Regions from separate parts of the Mus musculus genome. Here region 2 is linked to region 1. A link is a contact called in public Hi-C data. All regions are on one chromosome and are shown on one strand. Each heading gives the region's core, a stretch centred on a gene start, on an enhancer-like site or on the middle of the called end of the contact. The rest is flanking DNA. Distances are from core to core; before and after follow the strand shown.

What was found. Hi-C and Micro-C count contacts between places; a contact is called where the count stands out from the background.
Region 2: a Hi-C map of bone marrow-derived macrophages shows a contact between it and region 1, with 2.6 times the contacts expected there. The contact joins two enhancer-like sites. A contact is called at or near these places in 2 of 15 datasets of contacts at CTCF or cohesin (large pre-B cells and pro-B cells), 34 of 484 Hi-C or Micro-C datasets (B cells, the Ba/F3 cell line, CD4 T cells and 18 more), 4 of 115 datasets of contacts at active chromatin or transcription factors (CD8 T cells, large pre-B cells, memory CD8 T cells and 1 more) and 4 of 9 other capture datasets (adipose tissue, embryonic stem cells, liver and 1 more).

The regions. Positions count from the first base shown.
Region 1 is chr4:150,469,484-150,474,806 of GRCm38.p6, forward strand. It overlaps Rere (arginine glutamic acid dipeptide (RE) repeats), which reads left to right. Exons shown (of 23, transcript NM_001085492.1): 6 at 812-908. Among named protein-coding and RNA genes, the nearest start is that of Gm52709, 4.7 kb to the left of the region's middle. Within about 2 kb of position 3,333, at least 75 of the 459 cell types and tissues checked have an H3K27ac peak or open chromatin away from gene starts, as enhancers often do. A contact at or near this core is called in bone marrow-derived macrophages, where this site is marked.
Region 2 is chr4:150,623,486-150,628,655 of GRCm38.p6, forward strand. No RefSeq gene overlaps it. Among named protein-coding and RNA genes, the nearest start is that of Slc45a1, 26 kb to the right of the region's middle. Within about 2 kb of position 2,131, at least 25 of the 459 cell types and tissues checked have an H3K27ac peak or open chromatin away from gene starts, as enhancers often do. A contact at or near this core is called in bone marrow-derived macrophages, where this site is marked.

The DNA.
Region 1 (5,323 bases), core at 2,083-4,582:
GGTGCTCTCATTGGCTCCGAGCCTATGACAAGAAGCGCCATAGAAATGTACTGCGTGCTACAGTTATGCACAAGGATGGGAGCATTTTTGGAAATAGGTTCTTGAGAGGAGCCTCATGCTTCTGGAGCAGTGTGAAGCGGTTTGTGCTGGCGCTCTGCTTTAAGAGGTTGAATTTAGAGAGGTGCCTAGAGCAACCTTAGACAGATTAAGTTGTCGGCTGGCTCTCAAGCCTGATGACTGGAGCTCAGTTTCCAAGCCCACGTGATGGAAAGAAAGCACTGACTCCCACAAGTTGTCCTCTGGCCTCCACACACGTTGCTGTGGAATATGCTTGCCCGACTATGAGTACATACACACATACATGCACACACGATAAAACAATAAAACTAAGAGGTCGTTTCCTCTTAAAAAACAAAAATAATTTAACAAGTTACTGGATATGGCAATGGACTTCTCTCTCTTTTTTTCCTTCCTTCCCTTCCTCCCTTCTTCCTTTCCTCACTCCCTCCCTCCCTCCCTCCTTCCCTTCCCTATGTGCTCACCGAGACACTTAAGTGCACAGAAGGACTTGGTGAAAGATGTAGTGAACAGTCTGAGCCGTCAGAGCTGAGCGAGCACTTATGTTCCTCTGCCATTCCTGCTCCGCATCCCCTCCCTGTCGGATGGATGTACTTTGATAGTAACCAGGCTGTGTTATTTGTCTTTAGTAGGAGGTAAACTTGAGGATAAAATTTTGTAAAAAATTTCTCCTTGTTTTGGGAAACTATTTTAATACCTTCTTAGTTAATTAACCAATTTCTTTTGTTGGTAGACTCTGGAAGAGAGCTTGTCATCACAGATCCAGTCATCAAGAATCGGGAACTCTTCATTTCTGATTATGTTGACACCTACCATGCTGCTGCCCTAAGGTAAGAATGCGGCAGGGGAGTCTGGAGGGCAGGGGTGACTTTGCTCTGATCTGTGGTCATCATTGTGGCCAGGCAGACAACTCATGGTCTTGGCACGCTAACACTCCTCTGTTTCCTGGGGTTATTGAAGGTCCAGAGATTGTCTAACACCACTTTACCTCTCCTATATTTCATAGTATTATTTGCTAAAGTTTTTGGGTGAAATACCCTGAAGTTTTCCAGTTACCTTTGTAAAAATCAAGCCCAAGTGCTACAAAAGATAGAGGGGGAAAAACAGATAAAGAAAATGTTAAATATAAGAAACCCTAAGAAAAAAACAGCAAATTTTAATAGCTCCTCTTCCAGTTTTCTTATGTCTGAACATTTGTAATAAAAAGCATGCTAAAGAGTAGCGGAATGTATTGAAGATACAGACTGAGGCAGGAGGGGATGTCACATCTGATTAAAAGTGGGTGTGCCCTTCTGTTCTGTCCTGTATGCTCCAGAGCAGAGCAGGATCCGTCCCCTTGTACATGCTGTGTCTATATGTCTGGCTGGTCTGGGGCCTCTTACATGACATAAGTCTAGTAGCTGTGTGTTTGGGTTTTATTGTTGTGAGAGGCACCATGATTAAAGCAACATTTAATTGGGGCTGACTTACAGTTTATCATGGTAGGAAGCATGATAGCATGCAGGCAGACATGGTGCTTGAGAGAGCCGAGAGTTCTACATCTTGATCTGAAGGCAGCAGAAAGAGGGCTATGTATCACACTGGACGTAGTTTGAGCATATATAAGACCTCAAAGCCAACTTCCCCAATAACACACTTCCTCCAACAAGGCTAACCTGTGTATAGTGCCACTCCCTCTGGGCCAAATGTTCAAAGACATGAGGCTGTTGGAACCAAACCTATTCAAATCTCCACAGTAGCCAACATCACAACAACAAAACTCCTATTTCTTCCTTCCTTCCTCCCTTTTGTTTCTTTTTTTCATTCACTCGACAGAATTTGAGTTCAATAAAAGCCATTGAAACTTGCTGGCTTTAGCTGAGATGCCTTTGTCCCTGGCGTGGTGCTCACCTGTCACATGTTCAGTGATAGAGCCAGCGGTCTCCTTTGCAAAGCTGTAGAGATAGATCCAGTTACTTTAGGAAATGAATTGTTTTATTTTAATTTCACTTCTCAGGAGTTTTCCACTTTTTTTTTTCTTTTTAACTATTTAAAGATGTAAAATTGAAGCCGGGCGTGGTGGCGCACTCCTTTAATCCCAGCACTTGGGAGGCAGAGGCAGGTGGATCTCTGAGTTTGAGGCCAGCCTGGTCTACAAAGTGAGTTCCAGGACAGCCAGGGCTTTAAAGAGAAACCCTGTCTCAAAAAACAACAACAAAAGAATGTAAAATTGGCCGGGCAGTCTTGATGCACGCTTCTGGGTCACTCTAGACTTGCATTGCTCCTTCTGGGTCACTCTAGGCTTGCAGTGCTCCTTCTGGGTCACTCTAGGCTTGCAGTGCTCCTTCTGAGTCACTCTAGGCTTGCAGTGCTCCTTCTGGGTCACTCTAGACTTGCAGTGCTCCTTCTGAGTCACTCTAGGCTTGCAGTGCTCCTTCTGGGTCACTCTAGGCTTGCAGTGCTCCTTCTGGGTCACTCTAGACTTCCAGTGCTCCTTCTGGGTCACTCTAGACTTGCAGTGCTCTTTCTGGGCATGAGAAGTCATTAGCCACTGCCCTGTCCCAGGTATCTGAGTAGAATCTTTACTGACTGTAAATCATACTGACTGTTTTAATCCTTTTGTTATATTAGCTTAGAGGTTGTACAAAGGGCTGGAGAGCTGGCTCAGCAGTTAAGAGTACTGACTGCTTTTCTAGAGGTCCTGAGTTCAATTCCCAGCAACCACATGGTGGCTCACAACCATCTGTAATGAGATCTGATGCTCTCTCTTGGTGTGTCTGAAGACAGCTACAGTGTACTCATATACATAAAATAAATACTTTTTAAAAAGAATTTTTAAAAAATGTTATAAAAATAGTAGTAGGTCTGGTACGAAACCTTCATCTCCATTTTTTTTCTTAAATGATTTATTTTTGAGATCGAATGTATCATCTCACATCCCTTTCCTTCCTCTAAGCCCTCCCATAAGACATTTTTCTACTCTCTTTTTTCAAATTCATGACCTTTTTTTCATTAGTTATTGTAACATAAAGATGCATGTTATAAATTCCTAAGTACGTAAGTACACCCTGTCCTGTCTGTATATTGTCACTTGTATGTATGTTTTCAGGGCTGACCATTTGGTATTGGATAGCCACAGAGAAGTGTAGTTCTAGCCTCTCATTGAGGAAAATTCTCCAGTTTCCTTTTATTTGGCCTAAATGACACATTTCTCGGTGACCTGGTGACTGGATGACAAGTGCTCACTGTGTTGCTCTGTGGTCTGGCCTCGTAAATCTTGTTGAAACCCTGGCGTTTGCCAGCATCTGATGCCCAGTGTGTGGCTCTAATCTCATTCTCTGCAGTGGTATCTCGGCAAGGAAAGTTTTGGGGTGTTTCTGTGGTTACCGTCCATCAAACAGGATGTGGCAGAACCCTATTAGTCTTCATTTATTCCTTTGTCTTCTCCAGAGTTTGGGTCCTTTAGCTTAAACTTCTGATGAGTGAGACGTGATGGTTGAGGCTTCAGTGTGTTCTCTCCGTTCCTCTTTTTATAGCTTTCCCACAGGGAAGGGCACTTCCTTTTTTCTCAATGTAAACCAGTGCTGTTACTATAGATAAGTTCAATTTTGAAGGGGACACAAATAAAACAGTTCATGGGCACATGAAAGGGGATCAAATGAGTATAATGGAGAAAACTAGAGGACAAAAAAGGAAAAAGCGAAAGGCTCATGGTGTTGGCTCTCAGTGCCATTCTTTCAAAGATCAAAGGACTCCGGTACATGGAGTCCTGCCGTGTGCAGCCATTGACTGGGCTCTGCCATCCCATTCACTGGTGAGGAAGCTGATGTCTATATTTTTCTTTCAAGCTGGTGCTAGAGTTGGGTTATAAAAGAGAAGGAGAGCTTTGTCCTTTAGTCACTGTGAATCAAAAGAAAAACAGAATTCCTCTGTGGGTTTTGCTTTGTAAATTGTGACATCTTAGCTTTTCCTTACCCAAAAGAAATTCGTCCTCAGTCTGGGCTATATTGAGCAGTGTGTGCTGAGCAATGCAACTGCTCTGTGGCCTGCTTTGGGCCCTTGGCTTTAGCCACCCCTATCTTTACCTTTCTGGTAAATTTCAAGTAGGTGCCTGTTTCCTTAGTTCATGACCCCCACTCACCGCTGCCATCACAGAAGCCAGCATTTGATTGGGGTTATGCTGTTGCCTAGGTAGCATTTTTGGTTGACATTGTGACATAACAGTGGAAAGTGCCAGATTCAAACAAGATGACTTCAGCTGAATCCTGCTTTGACATAGCTTTGTGACAGAATCAAATTTGCTGATTTTTGAGTCATCCTTTTGACACTTACTCTGGGTCATGTGACCTAGCAGCGGCATCATAACTTGAACACATATCTTTTGGCCTAATGTCCACTCCAGCAGACATGTGGAAAGCACTCACAGAGGTCTCATATAGGTCGCCTTACTAATTTATGTTCTTTTTCAGTTACTGAATTTCAATAAGGTCTATAAAAATTAGTGTTCAAGAAAGGAAATCTTATAATACAGTTATTTGTGGTACTGATGATAATCATCCATGGATTTTGTTTCTTGTCACCCAGTAGGTGGCTTGATTGGATATTCTTTGGTACAGGGAGCTAAACTTAGCCCTAGGAGCTGTCGGCAAAGCTCCAGGCATGCATGAGCCCACATGCTCGACTGTCTCTTGCTGTTGGCTCGTGTTGCTTTCCCCTTTAGGATGACGCTCTGTCGGTGATGTGTGGAGTAGCTGCTCTCTGACTGAGACTTGTGACTGGGAGAGTGTGCTATGATAGTGCCCTGACGGGAGGACAGTATGGGAGGTCACAGGTTGCCCTTGACTTGATGGCTGGGTTTCAGCTTACTCACTCTCTGCCTCATATTTCTAGTAGTTACAAGGGGGAAAAACCATAGTAAGGTAGTTCAGGCTGCAGGTTACCGTCTTACCTAGGGAGTCATATTTTAGAAAGGTGGCTTAGGGTAGAATTTCTAAAGTTCATGGCCCTTGACCAAATTATTCAGAGCTTCTGATTTTCATTATGTTCAACCTGCATTAATTTACCTCCTTGTTTTGCTGTGAGCAGCTGCCATATTTATGGTAAAAAAAAAAAATTCATTACCTCTGCAGAGAATCCCTTAAGAAGCTTTATGTTTCGCAGAGTTCTGTCTCTTTCAGCTTAAGCTTCACTGTTTTGGACTTGAACATTCTTACTGTTTTGTCCACATGCGTCAGTGTGCGTTGGACAGCAGGTCTTGCTCTTGTCT
Region 2 (5,170 bases), core at 881-3,380, 150 kb after region 1:
TGTCACTGGAGACTAGGAAGGTGGGGCAGAGGGAGAGGAAGTTGGTTGCACTGTGAAGTATCTAGTTTATGACAGTTGACACTAAGAGTTCAGAGGTGGGCTGGAAAAATGGCTCAGCAGGTTAAGAGCACTGACTGCTCTTTCAGAGGTCCTGAGTTCAAATCCCAGCAACCACATGGTGGCTCACAACCATCTGTAATGGGCATCCGATGCCGCCTTCTGGTGTGTCTGAGGACAGCTACATTGTACACACATACATGAAACAGAAGAGTTCAGAGGTTTTCAAGAACCTTTCGGGATGCAGTTCTTAGGCAGGATGTACAAGTGTCCGGTTTTTACTTCACAAATGTCTCCTAGTGTTCACTTAGGTGTAGACATTTCCTGCCACCTAGCCAAGGTGGAGGACCCACATCTGGGCGGATGAGGTGATACAGCACTCTCACCTCAGGCCAGCCCTTCTCGCAGCTACTCCAGCGACGCCCATGTGGTTCCCCAAGCCTGTGCGTTTCAAAAGTAGATTCTCGGCCTGGTCATTGCACACAGGCTAACCAAATGACTTGGGAGGTCCTGGGCCTCAACCCCCATCAGTATAGCTCAGTGCTAAGCTTCTCTATTGATGAGCATCCCTAGTGAGCTGTGCTGAAGGAGAGTGCAGAGATACCACTGGGTAAACTAAGGTCACTTCTTAAAAGTGATGGACAGTGCCCTCCCAGGTATAGCTAGGGACATCTAGACCCTAGTCAGAAGAGCTGTGCAGTTGCCCATGTAAATTGCTGTGAGAGCCAGATCTCTTCCTCAGGGGCATGAGCGCTTGCCAGCAGGGCATTGGTTACAAACCAGACACCCACCACCCTCAGGTTCCCGGTCCTGAACCCACTGCTTTGAAATCAATGGATCTTGTTACTCGGGTAACTGGGAGCTGAGCAAATTAGTCCCCAAACCAGAGGAAGTGCCTGCCCCAGAGAGGATCAGGGAGGCAAGCCATGCAGCTAGCTATACGAGTGGATATGGCAGCCAGAGCACAATCCTGGGGTACACAAAGCAGAAACTGGTGGTGGTGGGCCATGGCAGGCATAGCATGGGTCGTGAGTGAGGCACGTGGCCCCTTTATGGCTCGGGAGCCCGCGCCCTCCTCCTCTGGGCACTTTGGACATCAGACGCCTGATCCTTAGCTCTCACAGTATAGGGAGGTGCCCATTCCCAGACCACTCACTGGGCTCATCTCTGCCCTGGAATCCTGACAAATGAAATTCTGGGCCCTGCATCTCTGTCCCTTCTACCCAACGTGGCTATCACAGCTGTGTGTATTTTGATGAATCAGATCAGAAACTGCACTAAGCACTCACTACCACCCCACCACCCCCAGACCAATTCTGTTTGGACACATCAGCTTTCCTTGTTACTAAGCCAGAGTCACTAGCTCTGTGACTGTCCTGCAGGACGGATACTTGGGTGGGTGACTGGGTAGGTGGGCCCCTTCCGATGGAAGCCCCTTGATACGCAGAAGTGATTTGCTTGTAGGCATGAATGGTCAGCTTGACCTTTTCCTTAGTCTAGGCTGTGTATGAAGACCCCTTGTCACCTGTGCAGCAGGTGCCCCTGCAGACATTCCTCCCTACAGTTTCTCCCATTCGCCACCCTGATGCTATGCCTGCTCATGTCTCTGGCCCTGGTGGACACTTTTTAGGAGCTTCTGCCCTGCAGTTTGGCTTCTGTTGTGTCCCAGGGGTGAATCAGAAAATGAGATTGGTTGGTTTGGGCTTTGAGAGGAAAGCATATGGGTGGGGCCCCAGAGCTGATACCACCGTCTTTGTTGCTTCCTTCCTCACATGTGACAGTATTACATGTGGGCCACCACACACATAGCATTTACATGGGCTCTGGGCATCTGAATCCTGGTCCTCACCCTGGCCAGGCAAGCACTCTATGTACTGGGCTGTCTTTACCAGCCCACAAGGAGCTTGCAGTAAGACCTATTTGACTCAGCTAGAGACATGGAGCTACTTCAGGACATAGTTTTCTATGCCTGGTGTCCTGGTGTCACTCCTAGGTCTGCTCCACTCCCTTCAGTCATTGCTAAGCTCTGGTCCACTACAGAACAGAATTGACTTCTGATCCTGTCCACCAGGTGGCAGTGGCTACAAAGCCTGATGGCTGTCCTCTGGGGCCACCCTAGTGACCAGGCTATGGCTGAGATGATAAAGATGTGTGCGGCAGCTGGGTAGGTAGTTTCTACATCAAGGGGCAACTGGGAAAGGCTTGAAAGATGGCAGGTCTGACTTGCTGTGCAGGGAGGCCTGGCCCTGGTAGATATTGCCAACTAGAATAAAGATTTGTCTTCAAACAAGAAGTCCTTTCTCTCGCTTTCCCTGGTGGATCCGCAGGGCATGCACAGTGGCACCCAGTAAGTAGAAAGGAAATTGATCTCTTCTCCCTGCCCTCTGTCCCCACTCCTTCCTCCCCTCTCTCCATCTTCAATGTAGACACCTGATTACACCTCCCAGATGCTATGAAAACAGACCAGTTTCCACAGTGCCGAGGCTTCACGCTGGCAATCCCCTATGGGTATTAAATTGTGGGTAGCTTCCAAGAATCTTGGGCCCAGAAACCAGCTCTCAAGAATCTCTGAGCAGCTCTGCCATGAGGGCTCTTGTGTGCCCAGAAGGTGCCCTGGCCCTGTCCTTAGATACTCCTATCTGCTCACCCAGGGAAAAGCACTTCAAGCAAGGTATGGAATCTTGCACACAAGCGTTGAACCTGTAGGGCTCAGAGCATGTGAGTTCTGGCATGTTTTAAGAGAACCTGCCTCTGTTCCCATGATGCCTTGTAGCCCAATACAGTGGCTATTAGGGTGCCAGCTGACCATGTCCCTAATATCCCTTGGTGACCATGGGGACTCCATGAGAACTGTCTTAAGGGTAGAGGGCAGAAACCTTTTTCTATCCCTCCATGAACTGACACATTCACTAAAGTGAACTAGAAAACAGTGTATGTAGCGCCTGGAAGTCAACCTGTGGGTGGGGCTCTGGGGCTCCACTGCCGCCTGCTGGGGGAAGCCTGAAGTGCAGTCCTGACCTCTGTTCCAACCTGGGTCAGGTACAGTGCAGACACAGCCAGCTTTCAGGAAGAAAGAGGCTGACAACCACCCCTCTGTGGAGAACCAATGTGTTTATGCTTGCATGGAGACTTCCAGGACGAGGACCCAGGATTTGACAAGCTAACACTGGCTGCAGTTTCCCTAGTCATTTCTCTTTCAGACCAGAGCACCCCAGAGCAGAGCAGAGCAGAGCTATTCAGCACCACATTCTGGAGGAAACGAAACACCTCTTACTGTGCAGTCAAACGGCGTGAGCAGAAGCCTGAGCCCAAGATGGCCCGGAGTAGCTGTGGCTTAGAAAAGGTCTAGAGACCTCATGTAGCTCAGAGCACAGAGTAGGGGCTGGGGAAGGCAAAAATGCTTGCCACAAAAACATGAAGATCTGTTTTAGATCCCTGGGTCCTACAGATAAAGTCAGTTGTGATGTGTGTGCTTTTAATGCCAGTGCTGGGGAAGCAGAGACAGGAGGCTCCCTGGAGTTCTCTGACTGGCCAGCCTAGTGACCTGGACAACCTCTGACCTCCACTCACACGCACACACATACACGTTTTAAAGCACAAAGTGTACAATGACAGAACTTGAAGGTAGAGAAAGGGCTCACTAGTGTAAGGATAGGAGGGTGGGAATCGTGGGAGGAATGGCAGTGTGGGTGGGTCTGAGCCGACCATGGGCTCCTAATGGGCAGAGACAAAGGCTTCACTATGGACAGGGTTTGAACACAGGCACAGTGTCTGTGGCCTTGATGCTGAGGCAGGGTAGGAGGAAGTGGGCTTGGGATACAGGCTGGGGCCAGGTTAGACAGGAGGTGATGATAGCAGACCCTGCTGTTGCCTGAGTATCAAGGTGTTTGGATATGAGCCGGACTGATGCCCGAAGATGAACATGAGGGCAAGACACAGAAAGATGCTGCATCCCTGGATCCAGGGGGTGGGGGAAGGGGGTGTATGTGAGCCAAAAGAGAGATGGCTTAATCATACTACAGCCATGTAGTTTTTGCTCAACTGGTCCTAACTGGTCAGAGCAAGCTGATAGATTCCATGGTGATGCTCGCACTCTCTCGAGGACTAGACAATAGACTCAGGACCAGTTTGGTCAGAGACCATGCACTCTAGGCACTAGGGACCACATAGCCCCACACCGTGCCCAGTACACTAGGTACCACAGCACCCTTTCCCCAGTTCTCCCCAGTTAGTCAACAGCAGGATGAGAGAGGCCCAGGGACATTACTAAGAGCCTTGAGTAAGCTGGGATGTTGGTGGCAGAAGGTGGCTAGAGGTCTTGAGAAGTCAACTCTCTCCAGGTCATTAAGAAGTACTAGAAGCCCAGAGATGTGGCCCGTGTGTTCTCATCCTCTCTTCAGGCCTGGCTCAGAATAGTCCCAGCACCCAGAGACCTTCAGTGTTCATCTGTGGGTTGAATGACTGAGACAGGAAGGGACAGCAGACTTAGGCAGGCAGGTGAGATGGGCAGCTGTATCCCTGACATTTCTTTGTTGGGGTTTTTTGTTTGTTTTGTTTTGTTTGTTTGGGGTTTTTTGTTGTTGTTGTTTTTCAAGACAGGGTTTCTATGTATAGCCCTGGCTGTCCTGGAATTCACTCTGTAGACCAGGCTGGCCTTGAACTCAGAAATACGCCTGCCTCTGCCTCCGGAGTTCTGAGATTAAAGGCGTGTGCCACCACACCCGGCTATCTCTGACATTTCTTTGGGCACATAGAAGCATGTTCTCACTCAGACATGTCAAGCAACTCATTCAGAGATTGCCCCCCTCTCTGTAGGGCATGGCTCAGTGGTACTTCACTAGAGAGCAGCCTAGACATCTGCCCTACTCGCCCTCACAGTGCCACCTTCAAGCATGCACATCTGTTCATTAGTTTGGGGTGGGGGTGGGAGGGGTCTTGTTCATTTATATTCCCCGAGGAACTGCTCCCAGCCCCCATAGGGCACTGGAATCTCCTGGGTGAGTGCATGGTATGCCCAAGAGATTAGCTTAAATGAGAAAAGATTTATTTTCCTTTGTTATCTTGAGTCCCAGGCCATGGTCCCTGCTGCATTGAACTTGTTGTGCCCCCATGC